Linked DNA regions of Canis lupus: region 2 is linked to region 1. A link is a contact called in public Hi-C data. All regions are on one chromosome and are shown on one strand. The core of a region is the stretch at or near the end of the contact, and the rest is flanking DNA. Distances in the headings are between cores, read along the strand shown. Region 1 holds the start of SLC25A39 (solute carrier family 25 member 39). Region 2 holds the start of HROB (homologous recombination OB-fold protein).

Region 1 (4,543 bases), core at 1,626-4,125:
CTGATGAGGTGGCCAGTGAGGGCCACATGGGGCCACATGGTGTCTCTGGAAGGACCACTGAGTGCTTGCAGTGTGAACCATGGCTAAGTGCCACTTTCTCCTCAGGTCTCTGAGCTTGTTCCTCTGAGAAGGCAAGTCTAGCCAGGGCTCCAGAGCTTCATCGGTATCTCAAGGTTCCTGCTTCCCCTCTGCAACTGCTAGGACTAACCTTGGGAGATGTGTCCACCAGCTCCAGGGGTGCCTCATAGCTCACAGATAACCTCTCCCACCTGCCCAGACTGCTGCCATGGGACTGGGCTTTGGTCACACCAATGATGCCTCAAAGCATTTTCCTGTGGTGGAAGGCAGGGACTGTGAGTTGATCATCTCTGAGGTCCTGACAAGGGCCACAGAACCATTTGATGACTCTTCACATGGCTTTCACAGATGTGCTTTTAGCTAGGAGTCTGCAAGTCAGGCGGGATGAGTGACATCGTCCTTATTTTCAGATAAGGAAACAGGTGCAGTGACAAATCTCAAAGACATCCTTATTGCAAGAACACCAGAAATGGAATGTAAGCCCCTTATTCTACTGTGGGGGAAACTGAGGCTCAGAAGTCACCAGGTTTTGTTTCCGACCACTTATTTGCAGCTGTATGATTTTGGCTCTGGGCGGGAAGGGGTGTAAGGAATTATTACTTATCTGTGCCTGCATTTGGAGTCAGAGGTAGGACCAGAATCTGGTTGCTCTAAAGGCCTTTTCCATAACTTTCCAAGGTGGTGGTGGTGGTGGTGGCGGTGAATCAATAATAAAGATGATGACCATAATAATAATAGTCACCTGAGTGTTTGCCACATGATAGACAAGGGTCTAAACACTTTACAGCTATTAGCTCATTAAATCCGCACATATTGCCTGTGAGGTGGGTGCATTATTTTCCCCATCAGCTCATTTTATAAAGTGGTGGAACTCGGGCTTACAGGCATTAAGATATTTGTTAGAGGTGGCACGGCTCCCGCAGGAAACAGCCGGGATCCATTGGAGCCAGGTCCCTGCCTCCCAAGGGCTCTGATCTTGAGACAAGCCCCACAGGCTAGATTTCTTGGGGTTCTGGAGGCCTGAGGCCAGAGCACATAAAAACCTTCACAGGTGAGCAGGTCACTGCAGGGAGCAGAGAACACAAGTTGAGAATGGGTTGGGGGTAGGGGGTGGTGGGACTCAGGCAGTTGGGGGGTTTGAATCCTGGCTCTTTCATTCGAGTGACCTTGGTGCGATCTGACCTCTTCGGCCTCCATTTTCTCATTCGTAAAACGCAGGTTGCGCGGGAGAGATCTTGGTTCCATTACACACGGGGAGTCATCGTTCTCGAGGCCCTCAGTTTCCTCCTCGGTAAAATGGGGAGAGTCATCTCTTGGCTGTGGATTATGAACCTGTTCGGGTAAACCGTAACTTTGAGGCTGTGAAAGACCGTAATAGAAGCTGGGTTCTCGCCTGAACATACAGTTTATAAAAGGATTTTCCGTCATTTCAGACCTCCACTGGCTGGGGAAGGGATGCAAGGGGCGCCTCCCCGCTGCGCTTTCCCAGCGGCCACTAACCCCCCGCGTTACAGCTCGCACTCTCCCGCCGCTAAACTGCGGCTTGTAAGCCTCCCGGAGCCGCACAACCGGTTTCAGGGAAAGCTGATGGTTGGCCCCTCGGGATCCACGTGCTAGCCTCCCGGGCGCCGAATGGCTGGGCGGCTGGAGCCCGAGAAGCTGGTGACGTCCAAGTCACGGTCGGCCCCTCTTAAAGGCGCAGGTTCGCACCCCGCGTTCGCTTTTCTGTGTTCGGACAAATAATGACGACCGCGCCAAAGCTTTAAAGGCGAGGCAAGTGGTGGGGTCTCAGGTGCAGAGCTTGCAGTGGGGGAGAGATGTCTCCCCGAGAAGCGGGATCAGAGACGTCAGCGCAGGATTTAAGCCCACCTGTCACCCCGGGAGGCAGGCTGATGAGAGTGAAGTACCTGGGCGGTTCCAATTCCAGGCACTTAACTTCCAGCCTCAGTTTCATCTCCTGTAAAAAGGAGCCCGATGATAAGATACTCCTAAAGTTTGGGGGCGTAGAAGTAACGCTGAGAGAGTAACCAACGCAAGCAAAAATGTCATTCCCCTTCTTCCCTCCTCAATCCCCTCTCAGCGCGGAGGAGGAACCCGAGGCCCGGAGGGGCGGTGTACCTTGCCCAAGGTCCCACGGTGGTGGGACTAAGCCTCAATCGAGTCCGGCTGACCCCGCTTTCCTGGCTCCGGGGACAACCTCCTCCCCCGTCCAGCCTGCCTGGCCCGAGTCACAGTTCGTCTAACCCCACCGCCCGCACGCCCGCGGTACCCAGCGGTTTGCCACGTGGTTGCAGAGCGGGATCGCAGTCGATTATCCGTAAAATGGAGACAGTGGTAATTCCCGCTCGGCAGGTCGTCATTAAGTCGTAAAACCTCAGCAGGAAGCCGGCGGGTGTCAGGCGTCACTATCTGATCGCCCCGTGGCCTTGGAAGAACTGATTCAGGCCCCCGCCTCCCCGCAGAGGACCCTGAGGAAGAGCGGGAGAGCGCGCTACCCACGTGGGTCTGGGAAGTTAGGGGGAGCGCCGGGACTCCCGGGGCAACGCTCGGCCGGGGTCCCGGTAGGATGGAGTTTGCGAGAAAGCGCTATTAAGTGCGATACTACCGCAGGCCACGCACGACAGGGGCACCCAAGACCTCGGGGCGCTGGCCCCGGGCCGCCCCCCACGGGGCACCAGCTGCGCGGGTACGCGGGCGCGGCGCGGGTCCGCGAGAGGCAGCGAGTGGGCGGGGCCGGCGGCACTCCGGGTGTGCGGCTGGTCGGCCGGCGGAGGGCGGGGCCTCGCGGCGCGGTCTGGGGGCGGGGCGAGCTCGGGTGCCTGCAGAGGCGGCCTTGGTGCTCGGCGAGCGCGCGCGGACCGTACAGCGGCCGCGGAGCGGCCATGGGCCCGCTGGGCCCCGGGCGCCGCGCAGCGCGAGCACCGGCCTAGAGCCAGGTGGGTGGACCTGGGCCGGGGTGGGGGCGGACGTGGGCCTCCGGGGGTCCCGGGGAACCTGAACCCCGGCTGGACTGGGGGCCGGGAGTCGCGAGCCGCCCGGCCGACCTAGGCGGTCCCGCCGGGCGTCCCCTGCTCGAGGGGCCGGAGCTTCTCCTAGGGCCCGGGAGAGAGTCTGTTTTCCCAAACCAACTCCCGACCGTCTCGGCCGAAGCCCCGCCCTCTGCCTTGGGGAGAGAGCGCGGAGAGCTTGTCCTTTCCATCCAGACCTGGGGGACTGGCCCTTCCGGCCTCGCGAGGAGGGTGCGTGCGGGGGAGGGCCGGGCACCAGCCTCCAGCCCCGAGAGCCGACCGTCCTGCCATCAGATTTGTTTACACGTTTCCCGCATTGCTCGGCCCCACCTTCCATGCCCCGTGACTCAGAGCACACGGGGCCCGCCTTGCGAGTGAGGGGAGAGGGGGGCAGGTTCAGGCGTCCTGGTCTTTGGGTCCCGAGGCCAAACAGGGCGCCTGCCCCCGTGACGGGGACGCAGGGATTCCGTGTTGCTCAGATGAGGGAATGGCAGCGAGCCATTACTGCTTCCTAAGCATGAGTAACTACTCCAGCTTTCTCCCTAACTACTCCCGGAGTGACCTTGTTCAGGTCATCCCCGCTCTCTGAGTCTCTGTCCATTGGTAAAGTAGAGATGACGGTAACTGCTTTCAACGGTGATTGCGGGACGCCTGGGTGCCTCAGTGGTTGAGCATCTGCCTTTGGCTCAGGTCATGATCCCGGGGTCCTGGGATCGAATCCCGCATCTGGCTCCCTGCATGGAGCCTGCTTCTCCTTCTGCCTGTGTCTCTGCTTCTCTCTCTGTGTCTCTCATGAATGAATAAATAAAATCTTAAAAAGAAAAAAGTGAATTGTGAGGATCGCTCGAATTCATATTTAGTGAGTGAATTGGGGTGATGGGCTGGTTCAGATCCCAAAGTGCCCTCACCTGGGTTCTTCCCCTCCCACTGATTTCTGTTGTGAATTGGGGTCCAATTGACTATTTGTTTTTCAGAATTGAAGCTGCAAGATGGCTGATCAGGACCCTGGGGCTATTAGCCCCCTCCAACAAATGGTGGCTTCAGGAACTGGGGCTGTGGTCACCTCCCTCTTCAGTAAGATCTGGGGAGGTGTGAGGCGGGTAGCTGGGGGCTGGGGAAGACCCGAGATTAGAGGTGACTTGGCCCTGGAGGAGGGCTCGGGGATGGGGTCCTGAAAGGAGCCTTCAGACCTGCCCTCCTCCTCCAGTGACACCCCTGGACGTGGTGAAAGTACGCCTGCAGTCTCAGCGCCCCTCGATGGCCAGTGGTGAGTGCCTGACCCTGAAGCCAACATGGGAGGTGCATGGGCAAAATGGATCTTCCAGAGATGGGGTCCCTGGGACAGGTAGGTGGCTCTTCTGACTTAAGGGACTGCCTTGTATTTTAGAGCTGATGCCTCCCTCCAGACTCTGGAGCCTCCCCTACGCCAAATGTGAGTTTCCCTAGTCATAGGGGGC
Region 2 (4,249 bases), core at 1,409-3,908, 140 kb after region 1:
GTCACTATGTCTTAGGGCCTCAATGAATGAGACAACCCATAGACCAGTTTTTAAGAGGTCTGAGGAAGGTCTGTTTTCCCTTTCAAATCTTAGGTACCAAATGCCTCAAAGGAAGGGAACGTGGGGCTTGGGCTGCCAGAAGGGTCCCTGGTGCATCACTATACTAGGTACAAATTGGGCATCTCGATAAATTCTTTTTTTTTTTTTTTTAAGGATTTTTATTTATTTATTCATGAGAGACACAGAGAGAGGCAGAGACACAGGCAGAGGGAGAAGCAGGCTTCCTGCCAGGACCCCAATGTGAGACTTGATTCCGGGACTCCAGGATCACAGGAGTCCCCATCTCGACAAATTCTAAACATGATTTTTAAAGCACAACACTGGGAGACAAAAAGTAAGTTGGAACGGCTTGTCATTGATAAAATAAAGCAATTCTATTCTATAAATGTAGTTTATTGTGTATGTATGCTAGATGAATAAGGAGGCCAAGACCTCACCCTGGTTGTTGGTGCTATACTCTTCAGCACGTTAATTTACCTTTTTTGGGTTTTACTCACTTAAATCCTACCTATTTCTTTTCTTTCTTTTTTTTTTTTATGATAGTCACAGAGAGAGAGAGAGAGAGAGGCAGAGACACAGGCAGAGGGAGAAGCAGGCTCCATGCACCGGGAGCCCGACGTGGGATTCGATCCTGGGTCTCCAGGATCGTGCCCTGGGCCAAAGGCAGGCGCTAAACCACTGCACCACCCAGGGATCCCAAATCATACCTATTTCTGAAACGGATTCCAGGTAGCAATTTGGGGCCTCCAGATGAAACTACATCCATTGGATTTGAGCGGGTAGAGAGCTGTGGGGATTGCCAGCTAGTTTAGTGATCCCTGACTATACCCCAAGATTAGAAATAGCCCTCCTGGGCGCATCCCCAGAAATTCCGATTTAATTGGTGTGGGGGAGGGCCTCAGCAGGGGTGATTTTAATATGCCAGCTTCCAATCTGGTCTAATCCCTCATCTTCTGAGAGGGAAGGGAAGAGCATTTGAGGCAAAAGAACATCCTTTCTATTATAGAAGAGAAAACAGAAGGCCAGAGAATGAAGTAATTTGCCCTGGCTCACATAGCCACTTGGTGACCCCAGGCCTCCTGTCATCCACTAACCGTGTTGTCTGGCTCTCCATAAACTTTCTTCCCACCTCAAGTATGCCATCATAAAGGTGAACTGAATCATCCACATGACACAGCTTCCAGGCAAGGGCCCTTGTAATTTAAAGGTATGCCAATTAGGCAGCTCACATCTCTGTTTCTTTTTCTGTCTCTAAAACAGTTAAGAAGGTTGTTTACATGTCTCATTTTCTCTCAGCTCCTCACAGACAAAAAAGCTATACATGTCAAGTAAAAGGAGGCTGGGGCACATTGCTTCAAAATGTTCTGGGTCTGGGTGTTTTCCACTCAAGATCTCCTCTGCTATCTCTGATCACCAACACTTCCTTACCTCATCTTCAAACTCCTCTTCCACAGTAAACAGCTTCTGCAAACTGCATGCCTGAAAGGAAAACAAAGCAATTGAGGCTGGATGAGAAATACTGTTTGCAAGTACATTCTGTCCTCACTCTGCTTCTTTCCAATTCTAACAAGACCATCAGGTGTACTGTTGTTTTTTGGGAGTGCTGAGGGAAGAATAAGGGATGAGGAGGGAAGAGATGGGATTTACTTAATGATTTAGGTGATTTAGAATCCTTTCTAGTAAAAATAATCCACTCAGGTTCATCTGTATTGGCCTTGGAAGAGGGAGGAGGAGGCAAGGGGAAGACTCCCAAAAGGAGCATGGGTCATTCTTTAGACCCAGCCCCATGCACAGGGGCCTAAGGATTCTGCAACATCCCAAAGATTTGGCTTGGAGAACCCATGTCAACCATAAGACAGACTACTATAAATCGAAGCATGCCTAGTACAGTGGCCTTGTTTCTGAGAAAAGTGGTTTCCTTAGCGAATCCAATGTGCCAAAGCCAGCGTCCCAAGAGGGTAGGATCCCCCAGGCCACAGGTCCTTCTTGCTGGGGCCAGCTCTTAGACCTGTGTCACGCCCAGAGCAGCAGGCCGTGCCTAACCCTAGAAGCCGGGACAGCAAGAGCTACCGTCTGACAAACCCATCCCCGGTGTCCAAAGGTCAGAGGGTACGGGCCAGGCGGAGGGGGTGGAGCTCCGGAGGCGCGACGTTTGAGCCACCGGGAGGGATGACCAGCTCTCCAAGAACAGACGGAAGGCAGCACGAGGGAAACAGGCCCCGAGGGAGGTGTGTGGGGCGGACCCTCCCAAGCCCTGACTAGAGTCCAGGTGTCCCGAAGCCACCAAACTAGGATCCGAACCCTAACCCGGGCACGCAGCTCGCACGAGTGAGGGGGGGGCTGCAAGCTGGAAGGCAGTTCCGCTGCCCCGGGGCGCGGCATTACCATGGCGACGGCGGACGGGCTCCGGCCCGTGCGGGGCGGAAGGGGGGACGCCGGGGCCTCGGCTTGTCCCAGGCGGGAGAGTCGGACTCCGGGCTGCGGGGTGTCTTGGTGCGACGCAGGCGGGGGAAGAGAGAGGGTCGCCGGGAAGCCGGGGGCCGGGGCCCGAGGCCGCTTTCGAAGTGGCCGCCACTCCAGCGTCTCCGCCCTCTTAAAGGGGCGGGCCTATTTCTATCCCGCCGACCCAAAGGCCCTTCCTCCGTCGGTCTTCCGCCTCGGCCTTAAAGGGAAACGAGTGGGCTCTCGGGCGCCCCCCAGCGGCTCCTCGGGCCCGGTCGGCTGGTTCAACAGGAGTTCTGGGAGAGCCGATTGGAAATCTTGGGTCCCCAGGCCCGCCCACCCTCCTCTCTTGAGCTAAGCACGCTAGGGACTGGGTCCTAGAGCAGAACTCTCATTCACACTACAACCCGCCCCAACCATCCATCTATCCATATTTGCAAGATATATATTAAGCAACGGTGTTCTAGGTCTTGCTCCTTTTATCCTTCATATTTAAACTTAGATCCCAGATCTTCCTTCTCACCAATCTCTCAAGTAACATCCTTTCCCCATCCAACACTCTATTTCCTTCTCAGCATTTTCCATGATTTATAATTATCGTGGTTTACATCTTTATTTTGTGTCTTCCTCCCTAAAATATGAGCTCCCAGGTTTCAGTACCAAAAAACAAGCAACACAGACAAGCAAACAAAAATGAGCTCCATGAGGGCAGGCACTTTGTCTGGCTTGTTCAACATTTTTGTCCCCAGCACTTAGCACAATGCTCCATAGAATTATTGAATGAATGACACAATGACTGCCCTGTATCTGGCACAGTACTTAACAGTGAGGATAGGGAAATTAAGAAGACTCCTTGTGTCCTCAAATTCACGAGTCAGGGAGACACAGGTCAAAAGATATTTCAGGATAGTTGTGCAGAGAAATGGGCAGGGGCGTCCATCCCTGAGCCAGCCCTCAGTCCTCACTCTGTTTTTCTTCTTGCTTGTCATTATAGGGCTAGTTGGAGTGACACTAGGGCTGCATAGTTTTAAGGACCCAAAAGGCGGGAGAAAGGTAGCTGATTCAAGTTCTTAATGATGTGATCTGAACCAGCCTTGGATCTTCCCCAGGGGCTGGCCTGGCCTCACCTCTGGGTAGCCATCATAGTTTTCTATGGACCAGTTTACCTGTCTGTCCTATGTCAGAATGGAAGCCAGAATGTCAGTGGGAGGGCAGCCCGGGGGGCTCAGTGGTTTAGTGCTGCCTTCAGCCCGGGGTGTGATCCTGGAGACCCTGGATCAAGTCCCATGTTGGGCTCCCTGCATGGAGCCTGCTTCTCCCTCTGCCTGTGTCTCTGCCTCTCTGTCTGTCTGTCTGTCTCATGAATAAATAAATAAAATCTTAAAAAAAAAAAAAAGAAAGAATGTCAGTGGGAGATGGAAGCTGGAGTCCTAACTCTCATCCCCTCACACCCTCTGTGCTTCTTCCAAGCTGGGGTACAAAACCCCAACACTCCCACTTGCAGGCCTTCTCTTCTCAGTGAAATCCCAAGTGCCTCCTTCATCACTTTTTTTCTAAGTTAAATGAATTTGGCAACTACTGCCCCCACCTCCTGTTAGGACCTGGATGGGGGTGGGGGCAGGTGGTTGGAGCAAATGGAAAATGTGGACCTGGGACATTTAATTTTTTTTAAAGATTTTATTTATTTATTCACAAGAGACAAACAGGCAGAGAGAGAATGGCAGAGACACAGGCAGAGGGAGAAGCA

The links. A called contact is a pair of places that touch in the nucleus more often than the background predicts.
Region 2: a contact with region 1 is called in a Hi-C map of blood, with 3 times the contacts expected there. The contact joins the promoter of HROB here to the promoter of SLC25A39 in region 1. A contact is called at or near these places in 3 of 9 Hi-C or Micro-C datasets (amygdala and blood).

Annotation. Positions count from the first base shown.
Region 1 is chr9:18,975,322-18,979,864 of UU_Cfam_GSD_1.0, forward strand. SLC25A39 (solute carrier family 25 member 39) reads left to right here and starts at 2,876. Exons shown (of 12, transcript XM_038547113.1): 1 at 2,876-3,014; 2 at 4,061-4,160; 3 at 4,294-4,353; 4 at 4,474-4,518. The coding sequence starts at 4,076.
Region 2 is chr9:19,119,996-19,124,244 of UU_Cfam_GSD_1.0, forward strand. HROB (homologous recombination OB-fold protein) reads right to left here and starts at 2,659. Exons shown (of 9, transcript XM_038547137.1): 1 at 2,446-2,659; 2 at 1,489-1,539. The coding sequence starts at 2,448.